Regions from separate parts of the Callithrix jacchus genome. Here region 2 is linked to region 1. Evidence: chromatin contacts called from public Hi-C data. All regions are on one chromosome and are shown on one strand. The core of a region is the stretch at or near the end of the contact, and the rest is flanking DNA. Distances in the headings are between cores, read along the strand shown.

Region 1 (2,698 bases), core at 129-2,628:
AGAAATATTTTCTATCACTGAAAATATCAATACTTTAAAGCACTATTTTCAGTGATAGAAATACAACAATGAACAAAACAAAGCTCACTGACCTCACGGAATTAACTTTTTCGTTGGAGGGTAGAAAAGACAAAAAACATAAATGATATAAATTCTGATAGTAATAAATGCTATTAAAAATTAAACAGGCAAGAGAACAGAGTGTTAGTAACGATACCTAAGTATGCAAGTTTAGAGAAAAATGTTCCAGGTTTTGGGGAAGCCAGGTATATATATATATGCACAACTGTAGTTTGAAAATGCTATGTTCCCATTGGTCGAAAACTCTTTTTGGCAGAGTAGGGATTCTTTTTCATATGTCCTTTTATTCATCCAGCAAGTATTTGTTTGCCTAATCTACTTTATAATTGTCACAATAAGAAAGCAATCATTGGAAGAAAAATGGAAGATTTTAATCAGTCTTATAACCTAAATACAAATGAAGAAAAACATTACAGGAAGAAGGCTCTATTTCTCTATCTCTCCATTTCCCTCCCTCTCTCTCTTACACACACACACACACACACACACACACAGACACGACAATCAGAAGAGCATCCGGCCATTTATTCAGGGTAACCAGATTTGTGTTTGTTGGTCTTTACCAGGTTTCTCAGGATGTCCCCACATTCAAACACTTTGTGTGGCATCTATCCTGATCTTCACCTTAGAAAATATGCTCATTGTTCCTTGTAATTAGGACTCTGCACAGTTGCATTCAGAAGGGCGTCTCGGCAGGGAACAGTGCAGGTTCACAAAGGAGCAGATAAAATATAGAATTTTAGCTTTGGTAAGTGCCCTTGAAGATCAAAATAAGAGGAGTAAAATAAGGGCCAAAGAAATAAAAGATTTGCCTGTGATCTGATAGCTAGTTTCGTCACATATTATGTTGTTCATCCCACAAGAATGTGGGAATCCCAAAAAGCGCCCGGTTTAAATTTAGACCGTATTTTTAGCAATCAACAGAGATTGCTGGAACCTGGGAAGGAATTGAACTAGGCTGACCAAGCCGGTCGAAATGAGCAAAGGGATTAGATCAGAGCACAGAAATTCTGGCTAGCAGTCTGAGAAAGGGGGACAAAGCCAGCCCAGAGAAAAGAGAAGCCGCCTGGGCCAAAGGCTTTCTTACAGTAGACACAATAGTGTCGTACTTCTGGGTCTTACCTTCACTGAGGTTTCTACCCGACAGGTTTAACTGGCCGCTCTTCCTCGCTGCCTTTAACAGCCCTTGGGGTACCGAGGTACCGCAGTCTCTTCCACCTGCTTTGAAACCAGCGCGGGGATCCAGCCCCGCCACCCGCTTCAGGCGCGACATGTTCAAAGTCCCAGGTCCAGAAACTGCAGCCCCGCCCATGACGCTTAAAGGTGGCGCCGCTGGGATGCCCCGCCCCTTTCGTGAGCGCGCGCACTGTGCGCTGGGATCGCGGCCTCGCGCTGGGCCTTCACTCTCTGCGGCGCAGCCCAGATGTCGTCAGCACCAGCCCCTGGGCTGCAGGACAGAGAAGCCTTTTCCGTTGCCGGTGCCGGCCTACCTTCCTAGAATTACTTCGCTCAAGTAAGTGCGTTTAACGGGCTTAAGAGGGGCATTCGGGTTTATTGCTTTCACTGTTACTGCGACTCCAACGTTCTCCTCATTGCTTCCACCGTGGCGAGGGTATCGGGAAAGATAACCTCTCTTCTCCCCTCTCCTAGTCTGAACGTGGGCCTTGACTAAAACTTGAGGTCTGGGCGCGGTCGACAGCCTTTCTGGACCCCAGCCTGTGTTTGTCGCTTATGGTGGTGGCGCCAGACCTCCGGCGTACGGAGCAAAACATTTTCTGTTCTTAGGGCCTATACTAGGACACCATTCTCGTTGTATTGAGGGTATAGTCCAGCAAAGGAGGTAATGTGAAATGGAAGCATTGGCAACATAGAAGACAAAAAACGTTAAAATGTAACAAATGTTCTGTGTACCGCACAGTTTAGGGAGACAAATAGTGGTACAAGCTTTAGTGACTCTCAGACAGCTTGGATTTTGGAGCCCTGAAAAGCAAGTTCAAATCTTAGCTGTTTCTATACTTTACAAACTATGTTAACTTTAGGCAGTTTACTCAACCGCTTATAAACCTCATTGCATGTTTTCATTACTTTAGGGATAATTCCTACCGCATACGGTTTTTGAAATAATCAAGTGAAAATAAAAACTTGAATCTTGAGCTCTTGGTAAGTTCAGAATAATAGCAAATGAAAATTTTGTTCAATAAGTCGGTGTTTCCTAGGAAATTAAAATTTTCATCTGAAATGTACAGCTTACTGATTCATTCAACAAGTAATTATTAAGATTAATCCTGCCTAGTATGTACTATCCTGGGTGCAATAAGTCGGTGTTTCCTAGGAAATTAAAGTTTTCATCTGAAATGTACAGCTTACTGATTCATTCAACAAGTAATTATTAAGATTAATCCTGCCTAGTATGTACTATCCTGGGTGCTAGACTTTTCTTTTGCCTGAAGAGGTTTTGTTTTAAAATAATATGCCGGTGAATACCCTTCTAACCCCCATCAGGTCTACTGAGGATTGGTAGAATAGTTGGATGAGGGCCCTTTGACAAATCACGCACTTTTACCTGAGTCCAGGTTATTCCTACCTGTAAAATTCGGTTTTTAACTCTACCCCCTTT
Region 2 (2,698 bases), core at 93-2,592, 870 kb after region 1:
TTGAAATGCACTCTCCTTGATTCCTACCTCAAATATCTACCTGTGCTGTCATTAAAGACACTGAAAAAACCATATTATTTTACAGGTAACAACAAAAGTCAGAAGTTGTTCTTTTTAATATTTTCAATAATGTCTTTCCACTCAGAGCAATACTATTCACAACATATAACTTTGGTTCTATTCAATATCATTTGTTAGGCTTGAACGACTCCTTCAGGTCACTGTAATATCAAATTACTATCAATAGCTACCAATTAGAATTTTCATTGTTTACATACCCTATCCATGTTATTTTATGTATTAATTATAAAAAAGCAATTCTATTCTTATTTTTTTAGCAGTTAAATAAGTTATAGAATTTTAATTAAACCCAGGTTTGTTCCAAAGTTTTTGCTCTTTACGATCAAAACATCTTTATGGCTAATTTAGGTACAAGAAATAAAAGTTTTTATCTGAACATGAGCTGTACATTAAATTATTTTCCATGTTATTTCTGAATAGATACACCTATCTGTGCACCCTTAAAAAAAAAATCTGATTGACAATTTAGTAGAGCACATTGGCTTCTGCAACAATGTCAAAAAGCAGGGCCACTAACACATGTGCTTCACTGCTGCAGGCATCTTAAGGGCTGAATAGGCAAAAACACAGGCCTCTTCCCTCCTTTTCGGCTCTAAGGAGGCGAAAAGCCCAATTCTTGTGGAGAAATTAATGATCGACAAAAAAAATGGTCAGAATTTCCCAAACCAGTTTGGGGAAACGGGAAAAATAGCACGGAAGAAAAGTTTGAGGAAAAATACAAAACAAGGTGAACTATAAGAGGCAAACGGACGAGTGCGAGAAAGCACTATTTTCCGTGAACAAGAATAAAGTTCTGCAGGGAAAAGTCACGTGGGGGAGATTCAACACCAAGCTGGCCTGACGGAGAGATTTCCTATCGCTGAAAGCTGGCCGGGGCGGGGGTGGGGTGTGGGGGCAAAAAGGTAGGCCATCTCGCACTCTAAAGAGAGGCCACCTTGGAGAGGTAATGTCGGGGAAACGCTGGAGACATATCTAGAACAAAGACTCCGGGAAAGACCTCTCTCATGAGGAGACTGGGATCCTTCTTCCCGCCCGGGAACTGGCGGTTCGCCGCCTCAACCCTTCCTTAAGGCACGGGAAATCATAGAAAAGGAAAATGCCGAACGGAACTGGGAAAGCCTCCACTAATAAACTTCGCCCCAATTCAGGACCCTTCTTGAACTCACTTTTTGTCAGGGCAAATCCAGTCCCCGTCACTGACTCGGAAATTCTTGGTCGACATCTTGAACGCCACCAGCACAGCCACCCGCAGCTATGTCTTCACGGCAGAAAGCGGGCCGGGGACTTTCGGCAACTCGGGGCTGTCCCAACACCGCCTGACTCCCGCCTACTACGGCGTTAGGGTTTGACAATGAGGGCATTGGTCAGGAATTCAGCTTGAACATTGTCGTCCATACTAAGAGGCCTGCGCTATTGTTTCTTAGATGAAAAAGTTAAAATACAGATACCCTTTCTAGCACTAAACTAACAGGCGCCACAAGGACAACCCAGGCAGGAGGCCTTCGTGGCACTGGAAGCCTCGGAGAGCCCCCTACAGGTGGGAGGACCTTAAAGTAAAGTACTTCCGCTTCCATAGGCGGAGCTGGAAAGGTAGAGGCGGAAGTGACTGATCAATTCACGGGGTGTGAGGTTTGTTTGTCTCTTCAAGTTTTTAGAGAAATTATTTTACTAAGGCACAAGAATTCTGTTATTTCATACACATAGGATATCATTTAGAGACCCTTTTTTTAAAAAATACATAAATAGGTGTAACAGATAAGTAAGCAACTTATACGTGGGAACCACCTGGTAATTTAAAAACTGAGATATTGCCAACATTGTTTAAATTACCAGTGTCTTTCCTGATTCCATCCCATTACTTTCTTCCAGAGATAATACTCTCCCATATTTGGGATTTATTTTCTTGCTTTTTAAAAATTTAATTTATGTACATTGTTAGTCCAAATTGCACCATTTTTGTAATCCCCCCTTGCCATTTTACAGGCCTTAGTCAAAGTGAAACATTCCACGAGGTTCGGGCGTTGAGAAACAGCCTGCCTCTTATTATATTCTGCTGGGAGAAAGTGCAGAGAACACCACATTCCACCAGAGCAAGGGCCAGAACCGCCTCATCCTGGGAACACTTATCAACATTTTCCCATGCAGCAGGCCATGGGCCCCCAGACCACACCAACTTAGGCCTGTAAATCACCCCAGCCTGTAAGTAGCAGTGGGCACTGTCATTAAGCTGGTCTCCCATCTCTGTAGGCCGTATGTTGGTTTTAAAGCCTGCGTTAAGCCACCCTCTCTTTCTTTAACACTGGCCTTCCTTTCAAAACCTAACACACATGTAAGTTTAATTTGATGAGCTGTATCAGGATAGTTGGTTATGTGCTCTTTTTTGTTCATGCAGCATTATGCTTCTAAATTAATCCTAGGTAATGGCATGTAGAAGTGTATAGGTGTAGTTCTGTTATTTTCATTGATGTATACTGGTAATATTCCTTGTGACAGTTTATTCCTTCTGTTTACCAGACTTGGTTTTACAAACAACCCTAGTATGAGCATTCTTATGCATAGATTATGGTATATAAATGCAAGATATTTTTTTAGAACACAGCATGTAAGTCATGCTTCA

The links. A called contact is a pair of places that touch in the nucleus more often than the background predicts.
Region 2: a Hi-C map of skeletal muscle shows a contact between it and region 1, with 9 times the contacts expected there. The contact joins the promoter of ZRANB2 here to the promoter of LRRC40 in region 1. A contact is called at or near these places in 2 of 3 Hi-C or Micro-C datasets (both in skeletal muscle).

What each region holds. Positions count from the first base shown.
Region 1 is chr7:107,480,616-107,483,313 of calJac240_pri, forward strand. LRRC40 (leucine rich repeat containing 40) reads right to left here and starts at 1,379. Exons shown (of 13, transcript XM_078332228.1): 1 at 1,204-1,379. It overlaps SRSF11 (serine and arginine rich splicing factor 11), which reads left to right and starts at 1,503. Exons shown (of 14, transcript XM_078332231.1): 1 at 1,503-1,594.
Region 2 is chr7:108,347,597-108,350,294 of calJac240_pri, forward strand. ZRANB2 (zinc finger RANBP2-type containing 2) reads right to left here and starts at 1,343. Exons shown (of 11, transcript XM_003733469.6): 1 at 1,248-1,343. The coding sequence starts at 1,303. It overlaps LOC103794506 (a long non-coding RNA gene), which reads left to right and starts at 1,656. Exons shown (of 6, transcript XR_013520178.1): 1 at 1,656-1,710.